Linked DNA regions of Zea mays: region 1 is linked to region 2. A link is a contact called in public Hi-C data. All regions are on one chromosome and are shown on one strand. Each heading gives the region's core, a stretch centred on a gene start, on an enhancer-like site or on the middle of the called end of the contact. The rest is flanking DNA. Distances are from core to core; before and after follow the strand shown. Region 1 holds the start of LOC100273563. Region 2 holds the start of LOC100275131.

The links. Hi-C and Micro-C count contacts between places; a contact is called where the count stands out from the background.
Region 1: a Hi-C map of tassel shows a contact between it and region 2, with 1.8 times the contacts expected there. The contact joins the promoter of LOC100273563 here to the promoter of LOC100275131 in region 2. A contact is called at or near these places in 2 of 25 Hi-C or Micro-C datasets (ear and tassel).

What each region holds. Positions count from the first base shown.
Region 1 is chr2:32,713,148-32,719,032 of Zm-B73-REFERENCE-NAM-5.0, forward strand. It overlaps LOC100273563, which reads left to right and starts at 1,332. Exons shown (of 16, transcript NM_001147981.2): 1 at 1,332-1,471; 2 at 1,968-2,359; 3 at 2,437-2,565; 4 at 2,990-3,197; 5 at 3,326-3,472; 6 at 3,817-3,891; 7 at 3,989-4,060; 8 at 4,253-4,324; 9 at 5,820-5,885. The coding sequence starts at 2,153.
Region 2 is chr2:32,530,491-32,536,141 of Zm-B73-REFERENCE-NAM-5.0, forward strand. It overlaps LOC100275131, which reads left to right and starts at 1,450. Exons shown (of 2, transcript NM_001176327.1): 1 at 1,450-1,943; 2 at 2,048-2,412. The coding sequence starts at 1,506. The coding sequence ends at 2,152. It overlaps LOC542148 (adenine phosphoribosyltransferase 1), which reads right to left. Exons shown (of 7, transcript NM_001351712.1): 5 at 5,123-5,181; 6 at 3,874-3,944; 7 at 3,246-3,647. The coding sequence ends at 3,888.

The sequences.
Region 1 (5,885 bases), core at 82-2,581, 180 kb after region 2:
AATAAAAAAACCGACGGCCGGAGTGGGATATTTATATACACGGAGGTCGGCGCCGACCTCGGCGCCAAGATCCACGACGCCGAGGTACTGCCACGTCAGATCCACGTAGACATCGACTCTTACATGTACACGCCAAACTAATTGACACCGATACGTTGTAGCTCGGCGCCAATAGTGATGACGCCGAGCTGAGGGTTCATTTTTTGAAATGAAACTGAAAAGGACGTATTTGTGAAAATAAAACCTAAAAAGGGCTAAAATGCAAAAAAAAGACGGTCGCCACTACCGCTCACATGAACGCATGAACAACTCTGTCATTAAGGAGAAGAAGATGGAAGTGAATAGAGATAAAAGTGGATATGGGCAGATTAAAAATAGATATATGTACCTCATATTAGACGGTGAAAACTCGTGGAGAAAATAAGAAAATACAGTCGCCGAGGCCTCTTATCCCACCTTTTATCTCATTTTTCAAACTCTACCCTCTAAAACACTATCTGTCAGTTTGGTTACCCGCATCGTCTCATCTTAGACTACTGCATATGTTGACTTTGTTTAAGCTTTTGTTTAGTTACCTGTATACAGCAGGCGCAAACCTCATCAGCGGATGCAAAACAAGTCATTTTGTAACCATTTAATTGCATTAGCTCATACACGAGAAGCCAGAAAACTGTCGTATGCAGTCAGCCAGGGCCATCGAAGGCTGTACATCTAAACATAATATGTTTGTTTAGTTTTAATCCATATCAGCTTATACTGTTTTTGTCTATAAATTATAATTACAACAGTTTAAATAACCGGCTTCATCTAATCAAACGATATCCTTAAAAAATGTTTTGCATGCCATGTACATCCTCGACCTCGACCTAACCCTACAAGTAGATCGCGGGAGGACCGGAGGAGCAAGCGCAGCCGCGCAGGACGGCACAAAGGTACACGTACGCCACAACCGTACAAGTAGATCGCTGGACCGGAGGAGCAAGCGCAGCCCACAGCCAGTAAAACCGCGGGGCCCATGTGTAGGCCATAGGACGGACCAGCGGCCACAGGCCCACAAAACCGGCAGCGCGCCCCGGTGCTTTCTCTCTCTTCCTTTGCCTTATCCTCTTCGCTTCCCTGTGCTGTGGGCTCCACCATCCCTATCAGCCACCAACCTACCAGCAAACATAGTCACTGACACCAGGACCGACGAAACCCATTCCCCACATGTCAGTGGTGAAAATCTGCTGTTCTAGCTGAGTGTCTACTCACGACACGTGGAACTCACGCCCCGCTTCGACTCTCAGCTTAACCTTTCTTCTCCGCCTCTCCCTCCTTCCCTGTCGCTCTCTCCCCGTTCTGGTTTTCGTCTAATCTAGATTGGATGGGATGATGATTCGAGGCGTTAGCTTATTTTAGCTGTAATCCCAGACTAAACCCTGGCTCGTTGGTTCGGCGGCCTCCCGGTGAGAATCGCATCTCCAATCAGGTGGTTCTATCCTCCTCCCTGTTAATTTGGCGCGATTTTTTCGGTGGTTGTTGATCTTTTCAGCGTGCCGTCGCAGCGCTTGCGATTTTCCCTCTCGCTTTGGTGATTGCGGTTGCGGGTTGGGATTTCGGGCATTCTTGTGCTTTTCTCACTCTCTCGTGGTAATTTGTGAATAACATTTGATGCAGTTAGTTACCTTGGGGATATTTGTGTTTCAATCAATGGACAATCGTACGGTCGCAGGATTTATGCTTTGCTCTCCCCGTAGGCGATGGCTGCGTTTGTTGTGGTAGGGGTAGGATCAATTTATCCTAGTGGGGTTGATTGCACTTAGGACTGGCAGTGTGTCGTTGTAACTTTGTAATAAGAAGCTCGATTGCGTGGAACTGTAAATCTTGTCTCTGGCCAGTGGCCACTGGCCATGCCATGTGGGCTTGTTTACTGTCGTGGGTAAAAATAAAATCTGACAAACAGTGTGATGTTTTGATTGTGCCTGCAGGATGGAGACGAAGAAAGTGGAGTCTGTCCCTGGTCATAATCACGCGGGGAGTGGATGATAAGATCATAAAAATCAGACAATCATCGGTCACAACTCATACTGTTGTGTCTTTTTAACCCCTGAGCCACCGAGGCCAGGAGTGATTGATTGGTTTAAGCTCAGCGCACCCAGAGTCTGTGACATTCATGGGTAGTGCCTGTTCGAGGAAGAGGGGCCAGCTGGTCCAAGAGGATGATCTCTACAGTGCGAGGTTCTCCAAGAGCGGCAGCTTCAAGTGGCTGCTGCATACGCTGCCCCGCAGCAACTTTGCTGATGTGCAGCGGAGAGCACAGGGCCCAGCTCCAAACCGGTGCCCGTCGCTTGTGGAGCTGTGCGTGGCCAAAGTCTGCAAGGTGTTTTATTGCCTTTTTTGTTTTTCAGTTTCTGAAGAGTGAACTTGTTCTTGGCTGAATTGATGGGATGATTGCAGGACATAAATATGTATTCTGATTTATCCCTGCTGCCCAGAGATCTTAGTCAGCAGATATTCAATGAGCTGGTGGAATGTGGATGCCTCACGGAGGCATCGCTTGGGGCTTTCCGTGATTGCGATTTGCAGGTGATGATTCTGTTCTTGTTTGGCACACCATTCTAGGTGAACTTAAACACATGGAGTTTTCCACTATTGTGTGAAAATTTAAGGAATGTTATAACATAACTTTGCGTTTCCTGTGGAATATGAACAATGATGTATAGTCGTCAAATCGATCAGACCATGATATCTACTACTCCCACTGACCCAAATTACACGACATTTTAGCTTTTCTAGGTACATAGCAATGCGATGTGTAGCGTATTAAAAACTAAAAAGACGAAACAATCTATTATCTGGAATGGTGGGAGTATTAAGGAACGACAAAGGCATCTTAGCAAGCCTTGATATCTACTGTTATGTAGGGGCTTGAATAGCCTAGTCTTAAGATTACTGTCATGCACTATTGCACTACGCTGAGCAGGACCTAACATGGGACATCTCTTCACAGGATATTTGTCTGGGAGACTACCCTGGAGTTACTGATGCTTGGATGGAAGTAGTGGCTTCTCAAGGGCAGTCCTTGCTATCTGTTGACCTCTCTTGCTCGGATGTCACTGATAGTGGATTCAATCTTCTTAAAGATTGCTCAAGCATGCAAAGTTTGGCATGTGATTATTGTGATCAAATCTCAGAACATGGACTTAAGACATTATCAGGTCAGTGTTACGCTGATAGCACAACAGCTGAGTTTGCTGTCAGCTGTATGATATTGTTGTGTCAACTTAGTGTAGTATTAGAGATCTTATTTTTGTTACTCTGCCACAATAATCTCCTAACTTTGTAGGCTTTTCAAACTTGACATCACTGAGCATTAAGAAATGTGCTGCTGTTACTGCTGAAGGAGCAAAAGCCTTTGCAAACTTAGTTAATTTGGTAAACTTAGACCTCGAGCGTTGTCCAAAGATTAATGGTGGGCTTATACATTTAAAAGGTATCCCTTTCTTTCTAAGCTCGTCAGTCATTAATTATATGCGAACCATCACCTTATCTGCAGGCTGTGGCAGGCTTAGTAGCACCAGTTAATGTTTGTTACCAAGACAATGCTGTTTGAACGTGAATAATGCTTATCAAAAGTTCAAAAGACTTAGTAGCACCAGTTAATGTTTGACCATGACAATGTTGTTTGAACGCGAATAATGATTATCTTTGCATGTTCCAAGTCACTAGACTGGAGAAACTTGTACACACCTATGATGTGAATTCAGCTCATTCTCCATTATATTAATGCTTCAAACTTAAATTCCACCAGATGCAATGACAAACTTTGTGATGCAGGCTTGAAAAAACTGGAAAAACTGAATCTGAGATACTGTAATGGCATCACAGATTCAGACATGAAATATTTGTCAGGTAGTACTTCTCCTTAGCTGACTGTTGTAAAATGCATATCAGTATATCATAACTTACAATGATCTCAAGGTTAACATATAGCATTTTCCTTATGTAGATCTCACGAATTTGAGAGAGCTACAGCTCTCTTCCTGCAAAATATCTGCTTTTGGTGTTTCTTATCTGAGAGGTAACACCAAGAAACATGAATAAATTTCTTTATTTTCTTCACTATAGTATTTATTTCTTGTACATGCTCTTGTGTAGGTAGGTGCTTTTTTTTATTTTTGACTACCATTGCCTTTAGTTGTTCAGTAATCATGAAGTTTTATTAAAGTTAGCAGTAACTCATTGCTTTTAGTTGTTGGGTCATTCAATTCAGGTTTGCACAAGCTAGGTCATCTAAACCTGGAGGGCTGTGCAGTTACTGCAGTTTGTTTGGAGGTTATATCTGGTTTGTATCTTTCCTGGACATATGCCACATACCGTGCCATCAGTTGTCACTTTTGTGAAAAATATCTTACATTTATATAGGGTGTTTGGTTTGAGGAACCACTGCATTCTAAATGAGGTGGTGCGTCATGAGTTGCCCAAATTTAGTGGAATGACTTGAATTATGAAGAATAAGGTGATAATGCATCATCATGTTCCATTTTACAAACCAAACAAATAAAGTGAGGAATGGTTAGATGATGAACTAACTCATTCTTCAAACCAAGCACCCCTTAGTCTGAAGAAGTCCCTATATGTGTTCCTTCTGCCCGTGGAAGCTAGTGCCACCAATCATTTACAGTTGTCATTATATCTATACTAATCTATTAAGAACCTAACGTGGGCACCTGGTGATACCGCGGCTTCACCCTCGACCACACCGCGCAAAAAATAGTGCAGAGCGAGCACTCGAACCCATGCCCCCCTGCTTTAGAAATTTGGGTTAACCACCAGACCACAAATACCTTGTGTTTAGAAATAAACAATAGTTATATTTGAATATATAACAACCGTAGCACGGGCAACTGGCTAGTAGATGATTAAGGATCCAATTAAGAGTGCACGAATAGACAACACAAAAGTTCCCAAATGTCAGACTAGATACCCTTGAGTGTTTTTCAGGCTTTCAACTATTATCAGGGTAGGTTACTACATATACAGCTGGACAGGAACATAACTCTTTTGTTGTTGAGGTGTGGTGAACACAATCTTTTTTTTTCTCGAACAACGCAGGAGAGCTATGTGTCATTTCATTAAGAAAGAAGGGAACAAATACAGAAGATTAGGGGAGCCCCCTCCCCGCCTCCCTTCTCAATCCTTGCACCCCAACACACGACGAACACAATCTGATTCTGAAATTCTATTGTTACTTTCAAAAGAAACTTGTTGGCTGGAGTACACTTGTTTTTGACAAAGGTGTACTTCTGTATGAAGTCTAATCATGCCATGTAGCTGTTACTACTTACTTTTTTCGAAAGAGTGGCATGAGCATTACTGCACATATTATTAGAAGAAAAGAGTTGACCCATTTTTTATGGTGGAACCAGGCCCAGAAATCGAGCAACCCCTAGGCTAAAAAAGCGAGCAAGACCCGCTACTAGAGGAGCAACCCATACTGCGAAGAAAGCCAACTACGCAGTTTGAAACAGTAGAAAAAACTGGTCACGAAAGCAACTACGACAAACCATTAACAAAAGAGGGCGGTCACACCTATGACAAATCATTAACAACTACAAACAGCTGACCACATGCATCATCAACAACTTAGAAGAACTACTCACTAATTTATGGATTTATTTAGTTCTCTTTTATTTTTCTCGTGCGAAAAAATCTTTGATGCCTTAGTGCACAGAGTAGGCATCTCGACTGTATTTCTCATCAATGTTTCTGTAAACAGCTTCAAGCTAAGCACTTAGGCGCCCCAAACTTTACTAAGACTCAGATTTGTGCTATTGCAGAGCTTGCTTCGTTGGTCTTGTTGAATCTGAGTCGGTGTGGCATATGCGATGAAGGCTGTGAGAACT
Region 2 (5,651 bases), core at 200-2,699:
TCTACCTCGCCCGACCCCCGGGCTCGGACTCCGCCCTGCCCTCGGCCGAACGACTTCCGCCTCGCCCGACCCCATGGCTCGGGCTCGGCCTCGGCAACAGAGGACAGTCTCAACCTCGGCTTCGGAGGAGCCCCCACGTCACCCTGCCTAGGGCACAGACCCGCCACGTCAACAGGAAGCGCCATCATCATCCTACCCCGAATCGACTCGGGTCACGGAGAACAAGACCGGCGTCCCATCCGGCCAACTCCGCCGGATGGGCAATGATGGCGCTCCACAAGCTCTGTGACGACGGCGGCCCCCAGCTCTCTTACGGAAGCAGGGCGACGTCAGCAAGGATTCGACCGCTCCAACAGCTGTCCCTCCGCCAGGCTCCGTCGCACCTCCGACAGCCACGACATCATGCCAGCAAGGTGCCAAGACCTCTCCGGCTGCCACATTGGCATGTACCTAGGGCGCTAGCTCTCTCTCCGCTAGACACGTAGCACTCTGCTACACCCCCCATTGTACACCTGGATCCTCTCCTTACGACTATAAAAGGAAGGACCAGGGCCTTCTTAGAGAAGGTTGGCCGCGCGGGACCGAGGACGGGACAGGCGCTCTCTTGGGGCCGCTCGCTTCCCTCACCCGCGTGGACGCTTGTAACCCCCCTACTGCAAGCACACCTGACCTGGGCGTGGGACGAACACGAAGGCCGCGGGACTTCCACCTCTCTCACGCTCGACTCCGGCCACCTCGCCTCTCCCCCCTTCGCGCTCGCCCACGCGCTCGACCCATCTGGGCTGGGGCACGCAGCACACTCACTCGTCGGCTTAGGGACCCCCCTGTCTCGAAACGCCGACAGATAGAAAATATGGAAAAACGAGAATAGCTAGCGACGAGCAAATAGATAGGAGATTTCACGTATTCTAAGAAACTGAGTGTATTACGTGTGGGACCAAGTATTAGTGGTGAGATAAATTATTATTTTTATTCTTCTCCCACCTCCACAGTCACTTTTCGCTGCTAGGCTTACACCAAATTCCTAGGACAGCTGTTGTTTAAGAAGAATAAAATCTTCCTTTTTCGAAAAGAAAATAGATGGTTGCTTTTTAGTCGTACCAACAAGCTTTTATGGGTGCAGGTTGACAAGCACGTGATTTCGTTTGTTTAAAAAAAATGGACAAGCACGTGCATGTTATATTGGCACGGTATACTTGCACGCGAGAAATTCATTTGCTGTACCTTGGACGCACATGGCCCTCCCCTCTTGCCGAGTTCAGAGGCCTGCTCCTCTCTGCGAAGAGACGACCCACTCGTCAGAGACACCCAGTGATCCATATGGCAACGGTCAAGTGCCCGCCATCCGCCAATGCCAAGCGACTCCAACGGATACTTTCGCAGCTAACAGCTTTTCTATTTTCCCCTTCCCAGTTCCGACACCCGCGCTCATAACCCTCTGTTCCCACGCCCCCTCTGCCCCACTCCCAAAATCTTGACGCCTGACGTCCCCACAAGTGATCGGCATGAGTAACACAGCTGAGGAAAACACTGGCGGCGGCGGCGGCGGCAGCACCCCGACGCGCGTTGTGGTAGTCGAGCGCGTGGTGACGGTGGAGTACCTGGAGCCGTCCATGTCGCGGGAGCTGCTGGGCAAGTTCCCGGACCCATCCGCCTTCGACTTCGACTACTCGCAGAGCGGAATCTGGTCGCCGCTCAACAAGGTCCCGCGCGGCGGCGCGTGCGAGCCCGAGACGGCCGACGCCACCAACTCCTCGACCGACTTCCTCATCGCCAACCCGAAGCGCAGGGCGAGGGCCGGCGGCCGGCCCAAGGACTCGGCCGGCGGCGGGAGGTCCAGGTGGAGGCGCAGACGGCTGCGGCGAGACGGGTCCTTCCTGGACCTCCACGAGACTGGCAGGGCCAGGCTCGACTTCTCGCCGCCGGCACCTTCCCCCGCGAAGGTAGTAGCCGCCCACTTGCCTTCATTAAGCTTTGCTGAAATAGTCGTGAGCAATTGAGCATCACGCGGGTTTCCACTGATTGGTTGGACTTGGGGGCGGTTCAGGAGGGGTGGAGGTGGGTGCTCAAGGCGGCCATCAGGAAGTTCAAGGCGCGGCAGCGGCGGTCCCGGCAGGCTCCCCTGCTCCAGATGGTCCTCCCCATGCTGTGATGATCGATCGATCGATCTCGCGCGCTCACACGAATTGTGCTTGCCTTTTGTTTCCACTTGTTCCATCACAGTTCTATTCATTGCATCCGGACGCTGGTCCATGCCTCGCCTGTATTATAGTTGAGTTCAGATTTGCTTCAAGTTGTATTGTAACCGTGTAATGCAGCTAATGCTCTTGCTGGAGAAATATATTGGTGTACATCTTTTCATTCGATTTCAATCCCTTCAGGCTCCAAGTGAGAGGAGGATATTCATGGAACAATGCAGGGATCACTGGATCAGGGTGCTAGGAACTTCTGTGACAGGCTTCCACCATTTCCACGTGTCGTTGATAAACATGCAAGTGTCAAAACTGATCTTAGCATAAGCATATGGTACATAAACATATAGCAAATGTACATAGGATCTTAAGCAAAATCTAACACATGATCACGACTCATACAGATACAGAAGAATTAAGTAGATGGGTGCCAGACCAACGTTAGACATCGCCATCAGTGGTTTTTGTGTCGCTCCCACCTGGCGCTTATCCAGCCGCCCGGAATTATAAAAAAAAAATGAGACAAGTGGGATCCAAACACAGGATGCAAGGATCTAAGCCCCACGCCTTAACCACTACAGCTCTTGCTACTTTGTGTTATATAAAAGGTAGATGATAATAATTTGAAAATTAAAAAATCGTGTTTGAATAAAGAAATAATTGGATCTATATCATTAAAAGATTACAACTTTATATATATATCATAGACTCCACCTATCATTGACTCATGGGAAATGTTTACAAATATGATATATAAAAACTATAGTAATGTATAATCAACTAATATATAGAAACCATAGTGTCATCTAACTATTAGTCGTAGACATAGTAGATAAGTGTGGTTCGACGGCATAGGGTTTGGGAACCATCTGCAAGTGCAGGGGCGACACTTTGTTAGGCTAGTCTGGTGTACAAGCACCAAGGTAGATGCAAATTTTATCAAAGAGTTGATTCTGGGAGCTTGAATATAGTAATATATTGGAAAAAAGACATGTCCTCCTTACGCTGGCATTACGTATGATTGCTCTTTCTTCATGATTGAACGGCCGTTTAGGCAAAACGAGCTTAGTAAAGTTTACCAAAGAGTTGATTCTGCAAAGGGGAAAAAAAGGAAGACGATTCTGGTAGAAAACTGAGCAGCAACATAAGATCCTTTTTCCTAGCTTCTCTGGCTAACACTGATGTTCCTGGCTGCAGGAAGCCGGGAATAAGCTACAAACTCTCTTCAGCCATGGCTACTAAGAAACACTAGACATGACGTGCTACAAAAGTACAGTGACTACGTTTCACCCAGTCCATCACCCTCTCCATGAAGATAGGAGTACATAGCATCATCTGGCCGTGGCCTCAACACAGATTACTGCGGAGTTTCTCGGTGCCCCCATACCACCTTGCTTGCGCGTGCAAATGAGTGAAGCTGTGAGCTTCTTTGGACGGGAAGCTAGAAAGCTTTTTCTGAAATGGTCACGAGGCAGAAATTAGTGTCAGTAGCCATGCATGCTTTAAGGCTGGACGCTACCGCTGCTACTGCTCCTGTTTCACCAGGAAATCAAATTTGACTCAATGTGCAAAGCTCGATTCTGCGAACATGCATAGCTTTGTAATTTCATGATATGTTCGAAATGAATGTTGAGAGAAGTTTCAAGTATAAAAGGAGCTTGAGAGCATTTACTTGTCTGACCATTTTACTGCGTCCTATTTGCGGGACTCCACCAGGATGTAAACCGGTTTCCCGTTGAGCTTATAGAAATCCTGCACATTGAAAAAAAAAATGGAACCTCAGTAGATATGAGGGAATAGTATATACACTCCTTGATATGCCTCTCTTTCATAAGAAAAGGTTGGATTAAAAAAAAATAGTCATCCTCGCATCTAAAATATCCTTACTGAATAGGCAGACTTGAGTGGACTATGGCACTAGCGTAGTTTCCCAACCCTCTCTCTATCATCATATCTGGAAATATCAAGTCCTGCTACATATGCTAGATTCCAAAGAGTTCAACCTAGCCATATCCCTTTTGTTGTGGCTAATGGTTATCAGCTATCTCATCCATAGGAAAAAATACATGGTCGCGTGGTATTTAAAGTTATAAATTAAGGTAGGCTATTCTTATCACCTACGTAAAAGGACATAACCAGTGCCAGACGCTTCCATATGTGTGATTTAGGAAAGAAAAAACCCAAATGACATTTGGAGAAGAAATAAACTGAGGCAAACCTTCATCCGCAAATGTGAAGAGGCTGCTTTGAACCCCACGTCCCGGTGAGCTCTCACCATTGCACACTAGGCATATAATTCTTATAACAAAAAATAATTTACCCTAACCACATGCACCTATCTGTCACTGAAGTTACATACAAAAGATATCCACAAGTTTTTTTACCTTAAGGAGGGTGTTAAGAAGCAAAATGTTTTTGGAGTTTTATTGTTTTAAGATAAAATCATGTTATTGGAGAATACAGTGGTTGTTTGCCTACTTGTAAAAAACTCTGAGCATGTATTTTTGAAGTATTTGAAACTTTGCTCCAACCCAAAGTTTTGGTGAATAACTAGCTTCTTGCACATGCATACCAATACCATGGTTTGAGATACTTTACCTCAAAACACCATGGTTTTTAAAATACTTTGTTTTCAAACACACGCTGAGGTTGCTCTCGGTTTTACTCGTAGGAGGAAAAGATATCGGCTAGATGATACCATTTCATTTATTAAAAATCTGCAGTCACATGTACAGGAATAGTTACAGGCAGACTAGTTTTTTTTTACACTGGCCTTGTTCTATTGCGTCTTTCCTCCCTCAGACCGAGATGGAATACTTCCTCAATTTCCTTTAGCTAACTGAAGTGCATGTAAGGAGCATATTGGTGCACCTTGAGAAAAAAGAAATATACATTTGGTAGCTTTTTTGAACGAACTTAGATTTTGGTACCTTAAACTTGGGAAGCCCAATGAGGCATGCACACTCAACCACGTTAGCTCCTGCGCGCTCTGGAAAAGCAAAGAATTTCAGCAGTCATGGAGCTAGTATGAAACTGGAAGCTCAATTGCATGCAACAGTCCACACAAAACAACATTTTTTTTAATTTGGTAAAAATAAGAGGAATGGAACATAGTTGAAAACTTCTAACATAGTGGTATCCCTTGTTTGCTTGTTATATGAGACATGAGTGCTCAGTTCCTATCAACAAACTTTTGGCTTGTAACATCAAATAAATGAGGTTGTGCATCCAGTCTCATTGAAATCATGCCAATAGTTATTAGCTACCCCATATAGGGCATATCATTCAGACAACACTTTGTCCTATGATGAATAAACAGCTTGTCCCGCTTAAGGACAAATTTCGTTTGTAGTCAAAAGAACATGATGCCCTCCACAAGATACACGTCACACCTTTTTTACGCAACAATCTCTGAACTACTACGCAAGTGTATAACCTTAATCAACCTTTTTACCTTAT